4 separate regions of the Gossypium hirsutum genome follow, and all the other regions are linked to region 2. Evidence: chromatin contacts called from public Hi-C data. All regions are on one chromosome and are shown on one strand. Each heading gives the region's core, a stretch centred on a gene start, on an enhancer-like site or on the middle of the called end of the contact. The rest is flanking DNA. Distances are from core to core; before and after follow the strand shown.

The links. A called contact is a pair of places that touch in the nucleus more often than the background predicts.
Region 1: a Hi-C map of leaf shows a contact between it and region 2, with 4 times the contacts expected there. The contact joins the promoter of LOC107961925 here to the promoter of LOC107943278 in region 2. A contact is called at or near these places in 17 of 34 Hi-C or Micro-C datasets (anther, fibers, hypocotyl and 3 more).
Region 3: a Hi-C map of leaf shows a contact between it and region 2, with 2.0 times the contacts expected there. The contact joins the promoter of LOC107961933 here to the promoter of LOC107943278 in region 2. A contact is called at or near these places in 3 of 34 Hi-C or Micro-C datasets (all in leaf).
Region 4: a Hi-C map of leaf shows a contact between it and region 2, with 1.9 times the contacts expected there. The contact joins the promoter of LOC107962070 here to the promoter of LOC107943278 in region 2. A contact is called at or near these places in 16 of 34 Hi-C or Micro-C datasets (anther, callus, fibers and 3 more).

What each region holds. Positions count from the first base shown.
Region 1 is chrA06:118,416,276-118,419,053 of Gossypium_hirsutum_v2.1, reverse strand. It overlaps LOC107961925 (tonoplast dicarboxylate transporter), which reads right to left and starts at 1,264. Exons shown (of 6, transcript XM_016898098.2): 1 at 650-1,264. The coding sequence starts at 1,072.
Region 2 is chrA06:118,556,633-118,559,617 of Gossypium_hirsutum_v2.1, reverse strand. It overlaps LOC107943278 (putative MO25-like protein At5g47540), which reads right to left and starts at 1,385. Exons shown (of 11, transcript XM_016877027.2): 1 at 934-1,385; 2 at 528-689; 3 at 276-394. The coding sequence starts at 1,053.
Region 3 is chrA06:118,312,657-118,315,388 of Gossypium_hirsutum_v2.1, reverse strand. It overlaps LOC107961933 (major latex allergen Hev b 5), which reads right to left and starts at 1,467. Exons shown (of 2, transcript XM_016898118.2): 1 at 1,236-1,467; 2 at 1-772. The coding sequence starts at 1,250. The coding sequence ends at 362.
Region 4 is chrA06:118,697,816-118,700,629 of Gossypium_hirsutum_v2.1, reverse strand. It overlaps LOC107962070 (U-box domain-containing protein 4), which reads right to left and starts at 1,407. Exons shown (of 2, transcript XM_016898309.2): 1 at 1-1,407. The coding sequence starts at 1,250.

The sequences.
Region 1 (2,778 bases), core at 15-2,514, 140 kb after region 2:
CAAGTAAAAGATATGTTTTGAAATCGGTAAAAGTGCCATGGAGACCTCTATATTAGGAGTCGATTGCATTTTACCTCATTTATTAAAAAAATAGTAAATTAATTCTTATTTATTAGATCAAAGAGTAATTTGGTTCTTCTGTTAACAATTTCATCCATTTTTCTATTAAAAATCGATCCCTATACATCAGTATAAAATACATGTGGCATGTCACATGTCACTATCTAGTTATTCTATCAACCACACCAATTTTTAACAGTATATATGGATGGCATTTTTAACAGAAAGGACCATTGTGTTCTTTAATCTAATATACAGGGACTAGTTTGATAATTTTTTGCAGTCTGAAATCATGTTGAAGCTTTTGAGCAAATTAAAAGACCCAGTATTGTTTTTTTGCCAAAAAAGAAAACCCTTTTTGTGATAGCATTTGAGCAAAATTTCCTTTTAATTGCTTCAACAAATAGTATAATCTTTTAATAATCTACTTTGAATTTGAGTCCAAAATCGATCCAAACACAAAGAAGCTGCTATAAACTTCATGTGTTCTATGGATTACTGTCAGCTATGTCAATTTTCTAACAAGAAGGAATCAACTTGAGGGAGAAAAATACAGTTGAAACGAGTAAAATCGATAAGGGAAACTCACATTTAAGGCCAATCTTCTATGAATGTTGTAGCGCTCAACAGCAAGAACAAGTATAAAACTACCCAGAACCAGGGTAATCACATCATCCATATACGAGTGGGCAACACTATCTGCAGAAGAAATTCCAAAGAGGGGAAACAAAAAGAGAGGTGCCATGGAGGTGATTGGCATCGGCACGGCCTCAGTGAGCCACCAAGAGAAGACCCAGGCCAGAACAGCTAACATGTTCCGGCTAGTCACTGGACCATCGAACTTCACAAAAACACACACGATGGCACACAATATGGGTCCTAACACCACATAGAAACTTTTAAGTGAGATCAAGGATTTCAGAGAAAAGGGTGAACTCGATGAAGACTCCACTGGTTCGTTGATGGGGAGAAGTGGGGCTTTTGAATCATCGGAATTGTCACCGGCGGGCATTTTTCCGGCGAGATGGATATGAATCAAGTGTGGTGGAAAATAAGAGGCTTGGACAAGGCTTGCTTTTATATCTGAAACTTGGGACGGAGGCTAGCTATTGACAAATTCGCTTTTCCCCGTAATTAGTTGTTTTTGGCATATAGCTTACAAATGTTGATTAGTATAAACATTAGAAACCATAATGATTCGATAAAATTAATAAATTTAAATATATAATATATATATATAGGAATATGCTTGGATTCAAAGTACGGGATGCATGGATAGGGCCAATTACAGATCATCAACAAAGCCACGTGGGTATCTTTATGCCACAACTTATCTTAGCCTTTGTAGATTAGTCCTTTCATGGGTTATTGATTGTTACATACAAGGTATAATTTCTCAAAATGTTCCAACTAATTGAGATATGGTACTCTTGACTCTTGAGTATTTTTCTGTAATATTTCATTAATGGAGATAATTGAATATTTATACATATAATTATTATTAATAGAATTGACATTCTTTTACGTTTTATGTATATTGGACACGTGAATTATTTTAATTTACCTATTAAACTTTGTAGTCCTTGCATGCGAACTCCTTAATATATACAAATTGAGATCATAAAATTCTCTTACGAGCTCTTTTGACGAACCTCCACTACAAGACCTGCATGTACTGAATTGGTCGGGCCTAACCTATTTGTGAGTAGGCGATCTAAATTTTATTTGCATTTGGGGTTGATGATATAAATACGTAACATGGAACAATGGAAAAAAGTGTGAGAGCCCCAGTCAGCCAGACATTTGTTTGATTCAAGAAAACAAATTCATGGAAAATAAATAAAAAGAAAAGTTGCAACAATTTGTTTGTAGAAAAATGAAAACGAAGGTAGAGTAATAAAAAAAAATAGTAAATGTGTTTGGAAGTGATAGCTTTGTCTGTCTATTCTGCAAGTGACAATTTTTTTAAAACAAAAATTACTTGATAAAGATTAAGCTGACATGTAAGGTTTATAGCTATCTGTTTGGGGAGATTACTTCTTAGCCTGTCACTATTTTTGTTCTACCATATTTGAATTTTCTTGTTCAGGTAACCATAATTGAATTTTAATTAGTAGGAACAAGTTAAGTCATATGTAATTCATTTAATGCAAATAAATTAACAATTAGATTTTGGGTAAAAATAATTGGGTGTTTAAATAAATTTATAATTGAGTTGATAATTTGATCTTAATAAAAATTTTAAATAATAATATCGATAAATAAAGAAGATGTGATATTTCATTGAAAGGGAAGGGAATGTTGGACAAAACACATTAACAAACAAATATAAATATAAATAATTATATTAAATATAAGATCTCAATAAGTGATATAAACAAATATCTATATTTATCTAAAAAACGCTAGATTTAAATAAAATAAATTAAATAAATATTTATATTTAAAGTATCATATATGGAAAAAAAAACTAAATAAACAAGATTATGAAAACTAGAAATCAAATAAGAAAATCGAGTTTTACTAGATGTTGAGGCCTGTTAATACAGTTTCCTTAAGACAGATTCGGCCGCTCCTATGGTACTTGGAGAAACGTAGGTCAATTGTCTCCCGGGATACAACAACAAGATGATCGAAACAGCAGCACATCTATAATGATCAACGAACAAAATCTTGTCTTCATCTATCACAGAAACATATGAAAATATGGAGAGAAAA
Region 2 (2,985 bases), core at 136-2,635:
ATTATAGCTCCAATATAAACATGGCAAATGTTAGGCACATAAGTGAGTCCATCGATAAGAAGAACCCAGTAATGGAAGTGCCGCCATAGTCTCTTTTGCTTAATCAAAGAACCAAACAAAATGCTGCAAACTATCAGTAACTTATCATCTTAGCTCTGGCATTAAGTTGTCAAGACTTGATAACACAAAGACAAAGATCCAACGAACCATTGAAGTTACATTGAAAACCAACCTATAAAAAGTAAAGTAATAAACCTTTTAAGATTTCCACTTACCCTGCTATTAAAATATCTAAAAGATCTAAGTTCACTTCCAAGTAATCAGAAGCAATCAACCGCGAATTCACTTGTTGCCTTTGCAAATTGGCAACAACTTGAGTGGCATCTTTCCTTGCCTGCAAAGGAAGCCACTTGTCAAATAATCATAGAAGCAACAACGGGGACAACAACGACTCTTGCCAAGGAAATTCCTCATGTAAACATTGTTGAGTAAGTTAAGTCATCTTAACTTTATAGTCAATCAGTTACCTCTAAGTTCAATTTAGGAAGGCAAGTGATCAAGAGCCGCAGCGTATTCTCTCTGAAGAACTCTTGAGTCAGTTGTGCACAAGCTTCTGAGACTGGCTCAGATTCACTATTTCCATAAAGAATAGATTTCAACTCCCTTAAATTCTTAAACAATTCTGCCATCTGCGTCAAGATTAAGTTAAAATATAAGGATTAGACACCGAACCTATGTTAATTTCGGCAAATCCAATAACTGCTCAGGCACAACGAAATCATATTCGATTCCAATAGTAACTATATCACATGCTGCCGTCATCAAAATCCAAAGGGGGCGATCCAGATCAACAAAGAAAAGAAATCGAATAGCAAAAAAACCAAGTCGAAACAATTAAGATGCTATGAGTAAAAGGTGTTTTCAGTAACGAACTTTCTCTTCCCGCTTGGATTCACGACTTTCGGAGGAGCGGGCGGCGAAGCTGAGGAGATCACGCGTTTGGCGCACGATATCGACGGGAGTTCGCGGCTTGGATTTGAAAAGCCCCTTCATCTTGGTAGACGATGACTTATCGTAGAGGATTGATGATGTAGAAGTACTATCAGGTTGTGCTGCGGGATGCCTGAGCCCCTGTGCGACGGCTCTGCTCGTCGCACCGCCCGGCTTGCTTATACAAATTCCTATTCTTTCACTAAAAAAGAAAATCGCTTCCAAGTTTTTCAGTCACTTTTTCAGTTAATGTTTTGGAATGTTTAAACAAAGGTGAGTTTTGGTTGATTTGGCTTCTTTTCCGATATTTTCTGCGATTTGATTATTTCGATCACTTACTACTTATCCAACGGCTCTGCTCAGCTTTGGGATTTCCCTTTTTAACATGAATTACTCAACTGTTGGTCGTTGGTTACTGTCCTTCACTTTAAGAGCATGTTTGGTTGGAGGAGTATGAATATATTATAGCCCAATTCAATGGGCTCATCACCGCACTATTGTTTGGTTTATCGCAATTGTCAGCCCGTGTTGAATATGGGCTTACTCAGGGAAGAGAAAGCATTGTTCCCTGCCCTCCCCACTGAATGGGTCATTCAGGACGTGTGGAATAAGAAATTAGTCTCAAAAATTTCAATTTTACCTTTTATCATTTTGAAACCTTCTTTACTCAACTCGACAACCGTGCTCACCCAGCCTCCATTGCTTGTTTGACCTCCGGCCACTAGCCCAAAACTTTTCTCGGGCATGCCATATAGAAAGGCAAGAAGAGACTCACCTTTGTTTTTCTCCGTTCTGAAACCTTCCTCACTCAACCCGACAGCCCTTCTCACCCAGCCTTTATTGCTTGCTTCGTCTTCGGCCACTAGCCCCAAATTCTTCTCGAGCATGCCATAGAGAAGGCAAGAAGAAAGCTACTTCTTGTTTTCTCTCTCTAAATAAAAATTTACAAAGGCTTCTCCTTTCTTTCTTTGTTTTCTGTAACAAACCCAGAAGTTTTAACCTAGTTTCAGGTATTTTTCTTCATATAAACTATGATCATTTTCCTTGTATGTTAATAACTTAATATCATTCATTTACTGATTTTTAGCTCTTTTGGTTTTATATTGCACCATTTAAAAAAAAGACCTTTATGTTTTTTTATTAGTAGGTGATTTCTTTTTTTTTTCCTTTACTTCATGATTAAGTATATAGGCTTTGTTGGCTCGTTCTAACAGGAAATTGGAAGTTGTTTTATTTTGGGTTTAAATTGTTAAAAGCATTAATTAATCAAAGGAAAAGAAGCGTTTTAAGGGGGATTTGGGGTTGCATGTGTTCTTTTGGTGTTCTTATTCATTTGTTGTGTGAAAGAAAGCACTTTGTGTTAATTGAAGTTATTTGCAATGCATTTGATTGGTTTTATTTTACGAGTGATTGATTTTGTTGTCATTTAGAGTATGCTAAAGTGAATGGTGAATAGCTTAGTAAAAAAGGTGAACGGTTTTATCTGTTAAGGATGCAAGTCTATCATCTGTGCTTTTAGGTTCCTCCTTTAAGTTATTCTGCAAATTTATTTTGACATATTCATCACACACACTTTGTTCCATGTTTGATACTTGTTCCTTTTTAACTTTCATTGTTGAGAAAAACTTTGAGATAGACTTCTTTTCATGTGTCTTCGGTGGTACCTACAAGCATAGTTGAAGAAGTAATTAGTGGATTTCTTGGAATAAACCCTGACACCATGAGTTTCTAGTTAAATGCAACCTTTTTCCTGTAACAAAGCTAAGCAGAGCAAGACAATGAATACGAGTTAAAAATCATTGAAACCAAATAGAAACTCATTCGTGGAGTTGTATCTGGACCAATGATCTAGACCAACTGTCAGCTGATGAATCCTTAAACTATGAAACAAAATAACATAAATTCCTTTAAATTCGAAATGCTAGTCATCTCCTATTTCACATCATGAAATATTCCTATTTAGCTTTTTCTTCTTTGTTGGGTTATGTTATTTAT
Region 3 (2,732 bases), core at 218-2,717, 240 kb after region 2:
GGAGATCACATCTCATCACACCAGTATCAAACTCATCATATAGACTCTCTTGGGACCGAAAACCATACGTGCGTGCATGCATGCACACATGCATACATACATCCATACCACTTCAAAATGGAAAACCTATAGTTTCTTCCATCAGCATGTTGACCCCTGGACCCAAAAGGAAGTTCAATACTAAATATCAAACCCCAAAGCAGAAAAACAACCATTAAAGAAAAAGAAAGCCCTCATCATCCCACATCCGACATAGTAATCATAAATAATAGTAGTATGACTCCGCCAACTATGACATACAGCCTATAGAAAAAAGAAGCTCCTTTAAGCTTTTGCCACCTTACGTATGGTATTGGTCGCTCTATTCTTCAACTTTCTCAACAGGAATCTCTTCAGCTTTTTCATCTCCCTTTTCCTCCTCCGCTGGTTTCTCCTCCACCGCTGCTTCCACCGCGGGTTCCTCGGTCTCTACTTTGGCCTCCTCTGTAACTGTTTCTGTCTGCACCTCCGGGGTCTCATCCTTTACCTCCTCCTTTGCTTTCTCCGATTCCTCAGCAGCCTTCGCTTCTTCTTCTACCACTTCTTTGGTATCGACTTCAGCTGGAGCTTCGGCTATGGAAACTTCGGTTTCCTCCGCAGCCGGAGCATCTGATGTTGTCTCCGGCTCAGCTTCTACAGGTGCGGCCGCTGGCTCCTCTTTTGGCGTTTCCACAACCTTGGTTACCTCTGGTGTTGTCTCGTTCTCTGGCAATGTTGTTGCAGCTGATTGAACCTGGAAAAACCAGAAAATAATTCCCTTTATTCTTGGATCAAGTTCATAAAAAATCTTTTAATTAATTATTGAGATAATTGAAGCCAATGATCAACTGAACATATTAAATGTTGTTTTCAAGTGCAAACTATGACAGTTCATAATCAGTTGATCATCCATCATTTGTTTTTGTTCCATTACTGAACGTTAAGGGAAAAACATTGACGTTTAATACCACAAATACTGCAACAGCTATATAACTAAAGCTTAACATTGCAGATTCAGATCTAAACTTTCGGGTTTAAATCTTGTGGATTACAGACAACTTTGTCTACTGTTTAGATATCCAACCCGACTCCATACATAACTCTATTGCAGAGTGCAGGGTGGAATTATTGATGATCTATGATATAGGGTTCTATAATGTTTAAAAGAAAAACAACAACATTATAAACCGAAAAAAACAGCATTACAGTTTGATTACCTCAACACTGGCCATTGGGGAAAATGGGAACTTGAAGAAAAGATTGAATAAAATATACAGAGATAGAGCAAGAGGTGAATGTATTGAGTGTAGTGAAAGAGAGGATGAATGTGAGAGGTATATATAGAGGTGTAAAAGCTTGATTTTAAATTAAAGAAATGGAGATAGAGAGAGGCATTGGAAGAATCTTTGCAATTTGGCACCTCATGTCACTGACACTCAAAACGACATTACACCATGGTCTAGTTGTAAATTATTCTACTTTTATTTCTTCTTTTTCTTAATAAAGTTGGTATCTTTCATTACACAAGATTTGTTGGTATTAAAATTAACTGGAAATGAATTGGTAATGGCAAATGGTGGAGGCCCATTCCTCACATCAAACGTCATATCTTAATTCTCTGTATACATACACAACATATATATATTCATGTTGTTGGCTTAATTTGCTATGGTATTCATGTTACTTCTTTTACTTTAGTTTGTTCAATTGGGTCCTCCACCTGACCCCTTCATGAATACACTGAACCTTTACATATAATGCAAATATTTATGGCTATAATTATGATTGTAAAGTTGAATGTCAATAATGAAAATAAATCATAAAAAAAATAGAACACAGAATGTGGAAACCCTATTAAAAAAATCATGGGCAGAAGAAAAAAAAATTTACTATGTTGAATTTAAATAGTACAAGAGAAATATAAGTTATGTTTATTTATAAGTTTTTAAAATTATATTTTAATAAAAGTTAAATAAAAGTAATACAATAAAATTAAAATATCACATTCTAATAAAATCGATGAATTAACTAATTAGACATTGATAAATGGTGTAGACGTGAGCAACCCGATCCCCACCCAAATGAAAAGGCAACAACAACACAACAGGAGCCGAATGAGAGAGTGTAGGACGGTGTCAAAGCGGGGCCACATGCAACAACTGCCATCATTGTCACTCTCCGATTTGATATGAAAAATTTTGGCTGCCGTGTGGCTGGCTTTTCCACCCCCGCCATGATTTACCCCATTCCTCTTTGGGTCCCATGTTGCCTATGCTTTCCTAGTGGACCAATCCTCACACTTGCCACGCATCATCCCTTCTTTCATCATGTTACCCTATAAATACACCCTTCATCTTACCCTTATACTTAGTGTAGTTGGTATCTAAGTTTTCAGCATTAGATTAGTGATTGAATTAATTTGATTATTGATTTTTATTCAATCAATTGATTAAATAAATTTTAAAAATTCATAAATTTAAAGAAAAATCAATTCAATTAATTTTTAACTCGATTGTAATGATTTATGAATTTAAAAAAATTGATCGGTATTGATGTTGCTTGTAAATAAATTGATATAATTTTTAAGATTGTAAATTCGAATCAATTTAATCACTTAATGGTTTTTTTTTTGAATAGGAGGATAAAGACATGGTGAGAGTCACAAAATTAAATTTTCACTTGTCTTTGAATTCAATTTTATTTGAATATTGATG
Region 4 (2,814 bases), core at 158-2,657, 140 kb before region 2:
CTAATGTTATCAGCGCACAACTGCAACAGTGTCAACACCGCGAACTCCTTCCCCTTCACGGACCCATCTTCAATCGCCTCCACCAGTGCTGCAATCCCACCTTCTTCCACAATAGCTTCCTTTCCTTCTTTAATTCCCGCCAAGCTACTAAGAACAACCATCGCCTTCTCTGACATGCCAGTCCCTTGCTCTCCCACCATCCCCACCAAAGGCCTAACCGCGCCCGCAGTCACCGCCCTTTCTTTGTTCTGCCTGGCTGAACACAACTTATAAAGAGTTGTCAGTGCATCTTTCTTGCCTCTGTTGGATCCGTTCATCAGCAGAGATACCAGCGGCGGGATCGCGCCGCATGCTCCGATTGAAGTCTTGTTTTCTTCAATCAAAGCTAAGCTCAGAAGTGCACACGCCGCGTTTTGCTTGGAGGTCTCAGTGCCCGTCTTGAGAACATAGACTAATGATTTTATAGCTCCGGCATTTATAATGAGAGTTTTGTTCCCTTCGTAAAGAGATAAATTTAGTAACGCAGTCACCGCGTGCTCTTGAGTCCAAGGATCGCTGTTCCGTAAGAGCGGAATCAGTGCAGGGATCGCACCTGACTCTCCGATTAACGCACGGTTATCCACGCGGTTCTTCGCCAGTAGCCTGAGTTTAGCAGCAGCCGATCGCTTCACCGCAACGGATGGTGATTCGAGGCCGTCGATGCAGATCTTGACCGTCGGTTGAAGGTCCTCTGGTGAGATACTCTCAATAATTTCCGTCGAGAAGTTCTCCCTCTGCAAAAAGCCATGACACGGTTCCGGCTCCGGCTCCGGCTCAGACTGGACTCCGTTACTGCTCTCATTCATCAAAGCGTTTTCCGGTGAGGGCAAGCTCGCAAGGCGCTGCAACTCACCGGAGATATCGCTGCTACAAGCGGAGAAATCACTAAAGGCTTGAAAAATCTCCAAAAAGGCCTCGTTTTCGGACTCAGACGTAACAGATTTAGCGTTGCTTTTGGCAGCCAGTTCGCCGAGACGCATGTCGATAACGGACTCGGTGAGATTTTCGGAGACAAAGGCGGACCTCTCAGGGACGGAACTGGTGAAGGAGCAGCTACTATTGTCGTTTTGGTAAAGATTGGAGCGAATCGTACGCATGGAGCGGCCGACATGTCGGTGGATTTTGGTGGTGGAAGCTGAACCGGGGGTGTAAAAGTTTCGACCCAAAGGAAACCGGTTGGAACTAGAATGTGAATCTTCCAGCGAAACCATGCTTATTACAACCAAAACCAATTCAATTAAGCAACTCTTCTCTCAGAGAGATTTCATTTCAATATTGAGAGTAAGAGTATGAGTAGAATTCAGAAAAGAAGTGGGACTTGAAACGGAAGGCTGCGATTTTATACCGCCTGATTTCCTCTATTTTTACTCTCCTCCCCAGCTGTGAGAGGTCAACATTTTTTTGTTTACTGCTTTGGGGGAGGTAAAACTACAGTGACTGTCCGTGAATAACAATACATAGAAATGAACACGTGGTGAGTTATGCTGTTGTCAGGGTTTCTTCTTATGTGGGATTTTTTACTAAAATAAATTTAAAAAAAATTATTTATTAAAATAGGTTGTCAGTCTGATTATATACGAAAATAAGATTTTTTTCATTCGCACTTATCTGACAGGCGAGAATGATTATTTTATATTAAAAAATTTAAATAAAATATTTTTTTATTTTCGGAACAGTAATCGAGACTTTCTCTGAGGCGCGACTAATTAAGCTTTTCTCTGAGGCACAAATGATAGGACCCACATTTTTCATATGTTATTAAAATGCATACTTTATCTGGATGAAGTATGTATTAGTAGATTTACTAATATGATTATATATATATATTTACGCATGTATCACATTACAAAAAAAAAATTAAATACTTATACCTAATAAAACATGTATCTCATTACAATAATAGTTATTTTCCAAATAACATATTGTTTTATAATTTTATTTCTTATTTAATATTTTAATTTAATTTTAACAATACATACTTTACCAGGATGAAGTATGTATTAGCAGATTCACTAATATGATTATATATATATATATACACACACGCATGTATCACATTACAAAAACAAAAATTTAAATACTTATACATAATAAAACATGTATCTCATTACAATAATAGTTATTTTCCAAATAACATATTGTTTTATAATTTTATTTCTTATTTAATATTTTAATTTAATTTTAATAATGCATACTTTACCTGGATGAAGTATGTATTAGCAAATTCACTAATATGACATTACAAAAACAAAATTTTAAATACTTATACCTAATAAAACCGAGTATTAAAAATAACTTTATAATATTACTAACTTTCATCGACTATATAATCCACAAGTTTGCCTTAAATATTAATGTCCACATCTTTCATGTGTTATTAAAATGCATACTTTATCCGGATGAAGCATGTATTAGCAGCTGGTAATATTTAAGGCAAACTTGTGGATTATATAGTCGATGAAAGTTGGTAATATTATAAAGTTGTTTTTAATACTCGGTTTTATTAGGTATATGTATTTAAAATTTTGTTTTTGTAATGTGATACATGCCTAAATATATATATAATCATATTAGTGAATCTGCTAATACATACTTCATCCGGGTAAAGTATGTATTATTAAAATTAAATTAAAATATTAAATAAGAAATAAAATTATAAAACAATATGTTATTTAGAAAATAACTATTATTGTAATGAGATAATGTTTTATTAGGTATAAGTAATTAAATTTTTGTTTTTGTAATGTGATACATGTGTGTATATATATAATCATA